Regions from separate parts of the Hordeum vulgare genome. Here region 1 is linked to region 2. Evidence: chromatin contacts called from public Hi-C data. All regions are on one chromosome and are shown on one strand. Each heading gives the region's core, a stretch centred on a gene start, on an enhancer-like site or on the middle of the called end of the contact. The rest is flanking DNA. Distances are from core to core; before and after follow the strand shown. Region 1 overlaps LOC123442345 (E3 ubiquitin-protein ligase KEG). Region 2 holds the start of LOC123442278 (SNF2 domain-containing protein CLASSY 3-like).

What was found. A called contact is a pair of places that touch in the nucleus more often than the background predicts.
Region 1: a Hi-C map of leaf shows a contact between it and region 2, with 3 times the contacts expected there. The contact joins the enhancer-like site here to the promoter of LOC123442278 in region 2. A contact is called at or near these places in 2 of 6 Hi-C or Micro-C datasets (leaf and seedling).

Annotation. Positions count from the first base shown.
Region 1 is chr1H:424,302,379-424,307,806 of MorexV3_pseudomolecules_assembly, forward strand. LOC123442345 (E3 ubiquitin-protein ligase KEG) reads left to right here. Exons shown (of 15, transcript XM_045118359.1): 14 at 1-98; 15 at 226-2,112. The coding sequence ends at 1,782. Among protein-coding and RNA genes, the nearest start is that of LOC123442345, 17 kb to the left of the region's middle. Within about 2 kb of position 3,168, at least 2 of the 3 cell types and tissues checked have open chromatin away from gene starts, as enhancers often do. A contact at or near this core is called in leaf, where this site is marked.
Region 2 is chr1H:423,603,837-423,609,387 of MorexV3_pseudomolecules_assembly, forward strand. It overlaps LOC123442278 (SNF2 domain-containing protein CLASSY 3-like), which reads right to left and starts at 2,152. Exons shown (of 5, transcript XR_006630462.1): 1 at 1-2,152.

The sequences.
Region 1 (5,428 bases), core at 1,918-4,417, 700 kb after region 2:
ACATCGAGAGTGATGGTCTGCTCATAATTGATATCCCTAATCGATCTGCACATTGGCAGGCAGATCCATCAGACATGGAGAAGATCGATGATTTTAAGGTATGAAGCTTCCTACTTCCCCCTTCATTAGCTACTTTCAGTTTTTTGCTGTTTTGTGTTAGAGCTATTCTTTGTCTGATATTTGTAGAGCACATCCTAGATCCTCATCTTCAGTTTGTGCTTGCAGGTTGGTGATTGGGTTAGAGTCAAAGCAACAGTCCCATCCCCAAAATATGGCTGGGAGGATGTGACTCGTAGCAGCATCGGTGTAGTTCATAGTCTAGAAGAAGATGGGGACATGGGTGTTGCTTTCTGCTTCAGAAGCAAGCTTTTTCTTTGTTCGGTAGCAGACATAGAGAAGGCACAGCCATTTGAAGTGGGTGAAAAGGTTCATGTGTTACCTTCCATATCTGAGCCACGCCTTGGATGGTCAAATGAAACTGCAGCAACCATTGGGGCCATCTCGAGGATAGACATGGATGGCACTCTAAATGTTAAGGTTTCCGGCAGAAACAGCTTGTGGAAGGTCGCTCCAGGTGATGCTGAGAGGCTCTCAGCTTTTGAGGTTGGAGACTGGGTGCGTTTGAAGCCAAGTATTGGGAGCAGACCTACTTATGATTGGAACAGTGTTGGAAAAATAAGCATAGCAGTGGTCCATAGCATTCAGGACTCTGGTTACCTGGAGCTGGCAGGTTGTTTCAGGAAAGGGAAATGGTTAACTCACAATACAGACATCGAGAAAGTACAGCCCTTTAAGATTGGTCATCATGTTCGGTTCCGTGCTGGAATTTCAGAGCCGAGATGGGGTTGGAGAGACGCAAAGCCTGATTCGAGGGGCATAATTGCTGGTGTACATGCTGATGGAGAAGTAAGGGTGGCCATCTTTGGTGTCCCTGGGTTGTGGAGAGGTGATCCTGCAGATCTAGAGATTGAGCAAGTCTTTGAGGTTGGAGACTGGGTAAGGCTGAAGAATAATGCAGATGACTGGAAGTCACTCAAACCAGGTAGCATTGGGGTGGTGCATGGGATTGGATATGAAGATGATGCTTGGGATGGAACCATCCATGTGGCATTTTGCGGTGAGTTGGAAAGATGGATAGGGTTTTCTAGCCAGCTTGAAGAAGTCAGCAGGTTTGTTGTTGGGCAGCGTGTGCGGATCAGAGGATGTATCCGCCAGCCAAGATTTGGATGGTCTAATCATAATCATTCAAGTATAGGGACCATCTCATCTGTTGATGCTGATGGGAAGCTAAGGATTCACACACCAGCTGGTGCCAGGGCTTGGTTGATAGACCCAGCAGAGGTGGAAAAAGTGGAGGAAGAGGAGGAAGTCTGCATTGGAGACTGGGTAAAGGTTAAGGACTCGGTTCTAATCCCCACATATCAATGGGGTGATGTGAACCACAACAGCATAGGGGTGGTCCACAGGGCCGGGGCTGGGGAGCTCTGGGTTTCATTCTGTTTCTGCGAGAGACTATGGTTATGCAAAGGTTGGGAGGTGGAGAAGGTTAGGCCCTTCCGGCAAGGCGACAGAGTGCGGATCCGATCCGGTCTTGTTGCCCCGAGATGGGGATGGGGTATGGAGACATATGCAAGTAAAGGTGAGGTTATAGGCGTGGATGCAAATGGGAAGCTGAGGATCAAGTTTCGGTGGAGGGACAGACTTTGGGTTGGGGACCCTGCTGATGTGATTCTCGATGATATCCCATCACCGACGGAAGCTTCTAATGGCATTTGTTCATAGCCTTGGGCATTCTTTTGACCCCATACATGATTTCTTGCTCCCTTCCATTGTGCACCATTTCATATTTAATGCAGTGGAGTTGCAAGTTGCACATAGGTATCTTCATCGGATAGGCATGGCGGGCTGTATTTTGCGTGTTGATAGGCAGGAGGGGAAAGAAGAAGAGAGGGTGAAAACCTTGAAATAGACATGATAACCAGCACCTAGGGTTCTTGCATGCATGTATAATTATGCGCCTGACTCGTTTTTTTTTTCTCTTTCAGTGTATCATATAGCAGTGTACAGGTTTGGACCTGAACATTAATTTAATTGATAGTGCCCCTGTCTGTATCCTTGACTTGTTTGGCGGCTGTGCTGGTAGAATTTTAGAATCCGTGGCTTAATGTGGACTGCAGGTGTTCCTGCTGTGATGCAGATCAATGCTGCATGTGCGTTCTTCCCAAAGCTGCTGTATATGTTGTCGAGCTGTTGAGATTTTAACTGCTATGCATGCATCTATGGTGATTCTGGCAAAACATTCCAGTTCCCAGAATGAAGAAAAAGATAGATTTGGTGTTTCTCTTACGCAGGATCAGACAGTTTCTGTTCTGAGGAACATATCAGAGTACCATGTACTGTTTGTTTCTTCTTCGAGTGCTGTCGAGTCGCAGAGAAAGCTCGCTTATACTATGTTCGTTCCAACAGCAGTGGCTAAATTTCGCGTTGTCCAGAGGCACCTGAACCCGGGCAACAGCCATGAGCGTTGCCATGATTAAAATCAAGTGCGGCCAATCACGTTTAGCTACACATAATCCAGTGAGCACTACTTCTAGTGGCACGGCATTCCTCCCTGCTCATAATTTCTTTCTTACGTGCGTTGAAGATGGGGAGACGATTCAACCGCAAGCCACCTTTGGACCTGAAAAGAGGAGCTGCTCTTGTTTAAGTTGCCTACTTGCACAGGGCAAAAGTTACAAGCTTGCGATATTTAATATATGGTTCTGCTTATGCACTACAAAAAAGGCCATTCTGCCCTAGGAAGAAAAAGAAATCCAGAAGAAAAGAAACAGTATTCTTATGTAGTAGCATTACCATTAAAAAGAGAGGATAATATATCTCTTGATGAAAAGTGACCAGTGCCACACGGACCATCCCACCGCATCGGAGTCACTATTGTCTTAAATCGACGGCAGAATGATTCGTGCACGGCATCTTCTCCAGTTTATGACTGAAGCTCTCAAAGTGCACATCATATAAGCACAAAGTGCTCATTAAGTGTGTGGACAGTAAGTGACATGCATTATGCGATCTGATCCTTCCTAGTCCTACTACCAGTTCAGCATAGGAGGGGCAGGAACACCCCACCGGATTAGATCATCTACATGCAACCACCGGACCGACCGGAGTTGGATCATAGCTTAGCTACTACCAAACCCCTACCGGTGCTTATCGGAACGGAACAAGCTCCCCCCTACCCTATTAGTGCTCACTTACCGATAAAAGGAGCGGATGGATAACGCCGATCACAAGCTAGATTGGGTTGGGAGTTGGTGCCAAGATGTGTTGGTGAGCGTTTTCTAACGGCCGATGGGTGCTGTCAGCATCAGCGCAGATCTTGACTGACCAAGCGTGCTCGGAGCAGAGCCCATGCTTGGCCTATTAACCAACGATAAATGTAGTACTAATTATGCATGGTTTGGATTGCTCAGACCTGCCGCAGATATGCACCTTGTGGGGTGTCTTTTGTCACCGAGAAGTTTCTCTGAATCCGCTGGGATTTGGTTCGCTTCCTGTCAAAGGACAAGTAAAGGGTTTAATCCCTTTGACTATGCTGGTGTAATTTTGCAGTTTGGTGCTTGCAATTGCAAACACCAGGGCGGTGGTTCGCGTGTATCACATGCCGACGATCTGAGACAAACAAAGTGAATTTGTTGGAAAAGAGAGCTTAGTTGCTTTCCAAGGATAGAGTTTGTTAATGCAACCACACGCATGATTAGAGGTTTGTAACAACCTGGGCCATCCCCAGACCGACCCTTCTTTACGACACGATTGTTTTTGTTAGTGATAATTTCGAGCTTTCTGTTGATTTTATCTTTTGTTTACCCCTTTTTGAGCCTTCTTCCATCTTTTCTTCGCCATTTCCTTTGCCACTCGGACGAACAGGGGCACATGAGCAAGTGAGTGAGTGATGGGCAGTACCTTATAGAATTGTAAACAAGAAAGGAAGAATGGAGAGTACCTTATACATCAAGCAAATACAGTGGAGCAACCAGCGAGTGTGATTCCATGCACACAATCATTTTTGTTAAAATTGATGCAAGGCAACCAAGCCAAAAACATCAGCAAGAAGAGTACATAACAAGCATAGTTACAAGATACGAATTTTAGCACAATCGATTTCTTGTGCAACAACAAGCAACGCTTTCAAGAAGAGATATATGCCCCCATGTCATGGTCGTCACGTCCAGCCAGATTAAACAAAGATACGGATTTTCATCCTAGTTTCCCAGATCGACCAGTGAAGATCAACATACCAACAAAGTAATGAGGCAAGTTCGTTGCTGCTGAGCGGATCAATGACGCATCATGCTCCCGTTGCAAAAGCAGGAGTACATTACAAGAAAAAAAGAAAAGAAATAGAGTGTTTGTACTTAGCTTTTTTTTAATATAACCATGAAAACTAAGGGGGAGAAATTTTTGGTTCATAAGGGCATCTCCAAGACCGCCAAGCCAGACTCCCTATTCGTTTGCGCATCGGTGGGGACCAGTTTACGATACTGACACAAGAGCTGGTCATCCAAAGCTAGCCATAAATGTCAATTGCATTTCGGACAAAATTTAACGAAAGTGAACAAATTTAAACAAACCGGATGATGTTCACTGAAACTTGGATAAACTTTAGATAAAACCGCATAATGTTTCGTCCGATAAACTAAAAACCTTAAAAAACTAAACTACCATATACAACCCTATATTTGACAGTGACCTCGCACGCTATGCCGGGCTAGCAGGCGACACCTCCATCATTGTCATCGTCGCCATTGTCGAACTCGTCGTCATCGGGTTTCGGGCGATGGTAGGGCGAGGTGCTGCAACAGGGCCTCCCGGCTGCCACCTATCGCTCTTAGATGATCTGCTCCGCCTACTCCTGCGCCGTGTGTAGTGCGGCCACCGGGGACGTGGGAAGAAAGCGTAGGGCGTTGGTGGAGGAGCGAGTGACGAAGCATGAGCTTCATCTGCTCCTCGTAATCCCTATCCGCCATCGCAAACACCGCATCCTATGAGAGAATGTGCATCTGTGGCGGAGGCTGGTCCTCCTCCTCGTCGGAAGAGATGACGATCTCCACCTTTGTAGAGGAGCTGACTGCCCACGAGGAAGACATCCCCAGAGTGCGAGGGTGGCATTGCCAAGACCCTCCGGAGCTACTACCAAGGCCCAAGACTGGCCCATCGTCGGATTGGTAGAGGAAGAGGGGAGCGACAGAGGTGCAGAGCGATGCGGTGTGGAGAGTTGTGGAGAGTGCGTTGTGGAGGCGCAAGCGATGTGGTGTGAAGAGTGCGCAACGGTCAAAGTTGGTTTGTCGGGACCCGCGTCCTCGTTGAAGTGGCGTCGCCTGAGAGGTCGCGTCTGTCAGCGCCATCCCTCCCGTATGGTCACATCATGCGA
Region 2 (5,551 bases), core at 902-3,401:
AGCTGGTGTAGAAGTTTCAGTGCCAAATGAGAATACCAATGGATGAGGATCCTTGAAATTATAGTCGAACTGAGGATGCTGCTCAAAAGGAGAGAATCCTCCATCTTTATCACTACACATTTTATCCATCAGAAGCTTCAGAAGTGACTGCCGCTTTAGCGTTTTTGCACCTAAACGACTGGATTTCTTGGCAGATTTTCCAGATTTTGATGACAAATGCTTCTTTTCCCTCCCAATTTTGCTATCATCACCATGCCTTTTGTTCTGATCCGAACTGGATGGGCTAGAATCCGAATCCAAATGCCGCTCAAACAATTGACGTTCCTTAGTCGTCGTTTCAAGCTTCAGCCTTTTCCTCCTCTCAAGATCCCAAGTAAAATATGACTGCTTCTGATGCTGCGTAATGTCATTGCCCACTGGACCCTCGCTGCCATCTTTATCAAAGTTCAGTGGTTGAATCCCTGGTTTTTTGTGAACCTCCCACTTGAAACCATCTGCTACAGTATGATCACCTATCTCATCATCAGATGAGTCAGTTCTGTGGTGGGTTTGTATCCTCCTCCCTGGCTTTGAGTTGTTGCACCTGTTTGGGGTTGCTTTTTGTATTCTCTTCCCTCTATTATTATTCATATAAAGAGGCAAATGCCCTGCCCTTACTTTTACCGAAGATGAGGCCATTTCTTTCTTGCGTTTTCTCATTTCGGCCTCTTCTTCCTCTTTCGCTTTCATTTTTGCTTCCTCTTCTTCCAGTTCCACTTCTGAATCATGACTGGCACTATTGTCATCGTCGTCACTGTCACCATCCTCGTCGTCCAGTTCCACTTCTGAATCATCCTCCTCTTCTGGCTCATCGGACAACTCCTCAAAATACGCATTGTACGACATCCTATCTTGCTTAAGCCCCCATAATGACCGAGTCCTCCATGCAACACATGGCACGACAGGTTCCTTTTTTCGCAGCAACGGTTTCCTCTTCGAGGCCTTACTGGCATCATTGAGCACTTTTACTTCCTCGTCGGAATCAAGAATTTCTATATGCGATTTCCCTTGACTAAAGCCCGTCGCTCCTTCTTGCTTTGTCTCCACCTCATCCTTGATAACATCTTCTTCTTTGTCCTCCTCATGGCACCTAACCTCACCAGCAACAACCTTGTGATCCACCGGATCCTGCGCTCCCGCCTTAGCATCATCGTTGATTGGCGCCTTAGCATCGTCGTTGATTGGTTCAGACATGCCACATTCATCTGCATCATGCATAAAATCGTCATCATCACCATCATCAGTGAATCCCATCTCATCCTCGGATTCCTCCAAATCACCACCATTACCGTAAGCACCATTACTTGCCTCCAAATTATCACCATTACTGTAAGTACGGATCAGATCTGCAACCAGTCTTTCCTCCAACATCTCGTCGTCATAGTCATCTTCATAGTCATCTTCAGATGCTGCGACCTCCCCACCCATGGCATCCCCCTCGGACGGCAGCTCCCTGTTTCCACAGTCCACTGTATCCTGTTGGTTCATATGCTCCTCGTCCCCATGAAAACCAGCACCCAGCCGACCTCTGTCTGCATCGCCTGATACCGCCTCACTCCCACGATGACTGGAATTCGAACCATTGACCGCCCCACTCCTACGATGCTCATTGATTCGATCCCCACTAGCGGCGCTGCGATGCTCGTGGCTCCCCTGGCCAATGCCGCATGCCTCGTCGGCGCGAGATTCGCCATTATCATCGCCGGAAGCATCATCACCTCGCCGCCCACCGCCGTCACACCGAGGCACCTCCACCCAGTCTCCACAGGCGGGCGCATCCGCCTCCGCCTCCGCCTCTGCCTCCTTGCTCTTCCCCGAGGCGCGCGGGGGCCGCCCACGACGATTCGGTCTCGTTTCCGACTTGGAAGGCCGGGCGCCCTTGCTCCCACCGCCTCCGTCGGCATCCGCGCCCGTCGTCCCCTTCCTCCTCCTCTTGGCCCTGGGCGCCTCCTCCGGCGCCGGCGGCTGCATCGTCAGCCTCCTCGATCGGGTCCGCGTCGCCACCGACCCAACCAGCGGCACCGGCGTCGTCGCCGCCGAAGAGGAGGAGGAGCGCCTGCTAGCGGCGGCAGCAGCAGCCGCAGGTGCCGCCCCGTCGTCGGCGGCATCGAGGTCGATGACGATCGCCTCGGCGGCGCCGCGGCGGCGCGCGCGCGTGGAGGGCGCCGGCGGGGATCCTCCGCCGCCGCGGGCGCGGCGGCGAGCGGAGCGATCCATGCGGGGCGGGGCGTGGAAGGGAGAGCGAGTCTGTTTCCGGAACGGCGGAGGCGAGAGTCGTCAGGTCAGGTGGGGGGAGGAGTCAGCAGACGCATGGTAGTAGTAGTAGTACTACTAGTCCTACTACTACCTGACGCTCTCGCGGTTAGCGGGCGGAGGGTGGGGGTGGGGGGGGTTTATGTCGACGCCCAGCGCGGCTGACTTGCGGGCCAGGGCGAGGGGTTTGGTGGCCCTGGTCCACGAGGGGAGAGAAGAAAAGCCCGCGAAACGGCGGCCGGGGCCGGGGCCGGAGTCCGAGGAGGCTGGATCGGGTGCGGCAACCGGCCTGCAGCCGCGTGCGTGCGTCCTTGTCGTCGCCACTTTTCCGGGCTTTTCCTCTCTCTGGAGAGAGGGGAATCCCGCCGTGGGTTCCGTGCCACCGTCACTCGTCCCCCTCACTCAGCCTTTCGGCCGCTTTCGGAAGCGACGGACGCGTGAAAGCCGTTACCACTGGCCACTGCGGGGCTTCCATTTGGCCCTGTATGTATTTACTGCTCACTTTCGAGCTGGCTATATTCATGCCGCTCTTTTACCGGCTATCCTTAACGGCCGCGCGCATTTAATCTACTGCACACGGCCAGCGCGATGATTTCGCAGTGGATTGGTGCGTAAAGGCCAAAACCACTGTGCGTTTTACAGCGAACACAATTAGAGTTGAGTAACCGGATTCTTAGTTAGGAGTCAATTTTAGCCTGTGTTTTCAGACACTTTGTAAGAATGAAAGATGAACCTTATAATAAAAAAATAGTATTTCTAACCAATTACTCCCTCCGTGTGTTATTTTTTCAAAAAATCAAACTTCTCAAACTTTATCACAGAAATATCAATATCTAGTATACGAAGTCATTATCACTAGATTCACCCTGAAATATACTTTTATATTATATATATTAGGTAATGTAAATATTTATATATTTTTCTATAACGTTGGTCAAACATAGACAACGGTCGACTTTTTGAAAAACTAATACACCTTATATTTAGGCCCTGTTTGGAACCACAATAGATTATGATAATCTGCATTATGAAGATAGATTATAATCTGGTTTATAAAAATAATCGAGGTGAACATGTTTGGACGCCAGATTATATAAACTGTAATCCAGGTTTACATTGCATAATGGCTTGCCTGCCCTCTGTTTTTTTTAAAGAGGAGGGTGGCGGTGGTAGGAATGTAATTAAATCCAACTTTACAAGGGTAATGGGTCACTAGCAATTTATAATCTGATTTTAGCTGGGGTAGAGTAGATTATGAGTTTTTAATAATCTGTCTATCTAGTTTTTATAATCTACACCATAATCTGTCATGTGTGAAGACAAAATAGATTATAAAAACTGGATTATATAATCTGAGTGGTTCCAACCAGGGCCTTAGGAACGGAGGGAGCATTGTACATATTAGCTATAAAATGGGTTATGGATGATATCGCAAAGCCTTATAGCCAGCAGCTGGCTATACTATTAACCATGATCCGTACTACTACTCGCTTCAATTTTATTTACTTCACGCATTTTTAAATCCTCACGGTTTAGAACGTGTGATTGAAAATTCTCTATAACCTAGGTGGTTATTGATTGAATGTGAGATGGATTAAGAACTAGCATTCACATTACACATACATATAGAAGTAGTACAACATAGTACTAATTAGCTGCTAGGAGTAAATGCAATGCACCCTATACCTTATCTATTATAGAAATGCACGTAAATTTAACTGTGTCTTCTAAACTGTGACTATTAGCTTTGTCTTAAGTCAAACTTTATAAACTTTAACCAAATACATAAAAATATATTAACATCCATAATACCAAATCAAGTTAAAAATGCCCGATCCTATTTTTAGTGGACAAGTGCGTAATCATTATTCCAAGGTGTTTTTTATATAAGATGATTTTTATTAGTTCGAAATAAAGCATCAAGGGGACACACAATGAACAAACACTACTTTTTTTGCGAGATAATACTTGTATTATTCAACACTCGAAGATTGCAATCACGACTCGCAATGCCAAGGAGTGCATCCGGATCCAAACCAAGCCACACAACAGTTTGGCATTGTGATCGTCCAAAACTTGCCAGGAAGTGACTAGCATTGTTTTTGCTACGGGCAATATGAGTAATACAAGAATTACGCTCGATCAAACTATCTTTGATCTCCTTTATTAAAAAGACATATTTAGATCTATTGGCATCTCCCCCTTGAATCATCTTCATTACTTCTAAACTGCCCGATTCAACAACAATAGGTAGATTGCTCCATTGCAAAGCGAGTAAGAGGCCCTCTTGAATGCCCGAAATCTAAGTTTCAAGCACGTCATCACAAGAAAAAAGATATATACATGAGCTGAATATGATGTTGCCACGTCGGTCCCTAAGGATCATACATGTTCCTGCAACACAATTCAAAATAGACCCATCTATGTTGAGCTGCACCCATCCATCCGCTCGTGGAGACCAAGGACTATGTTCTTGACGCCTCCTATAACATGTGGGTGCCGCCAGAGGGAAACAAACTTGAGCTAGGAACTTCCCTTTTGTGTGGTCAGCATTTGGATTTGCTGCAATGGAGTTCAACGAGGCGACGCAGCTAGATAGAAAGCGGCGGGAAACATAAATTGGAGATGCAGGTTTGTGGTGGACTAACTCATTCCGAACACACACTCTGTCTCTACACTAGCAGAACGCCCATGCGTTGCTCCGAGCTATGCGGCCTGTTATCTCTAACATCCGAGTTCAACACAAAACCACCATCCGATGATGCACCCTTCCTTTTTCTATCAGAACCTCCCCCTCTCGCTCGGTTTTTTACCGTAGTGATACATTTCTCATTGTAGGCACCTCCTTTAAAATCAAAGGACGTCCACCTCATCTTTGCCGTGCATTGCAACAACGATAAACTTTTCCATGTTAACAATATAATAGAGTGGGTTAAAATAACACATAATATTGACAACAACAAATAATTATCATCACCGACATTGGAAGTGAGTGGCAACGTAAACGTATTCGTATAGACACCAATAAGTTTCACCTCCATCCCACATACCATTCATTGCTAGAAGGGATAATTATCGCTCTTCTCTTACCCGTCCTACCCTACATCTTCTACTCATAGCCTATTCGTTAACCTGTTTCATTAGCATCAACCAACACCACATCAACATTAGTGTGGTCGTCATCGACGCCTCATCTTCTTCTTTCTCATTCCTATTTAAATGGACCTAATTAATTGCATATGTAATTAAATTTCTAGCT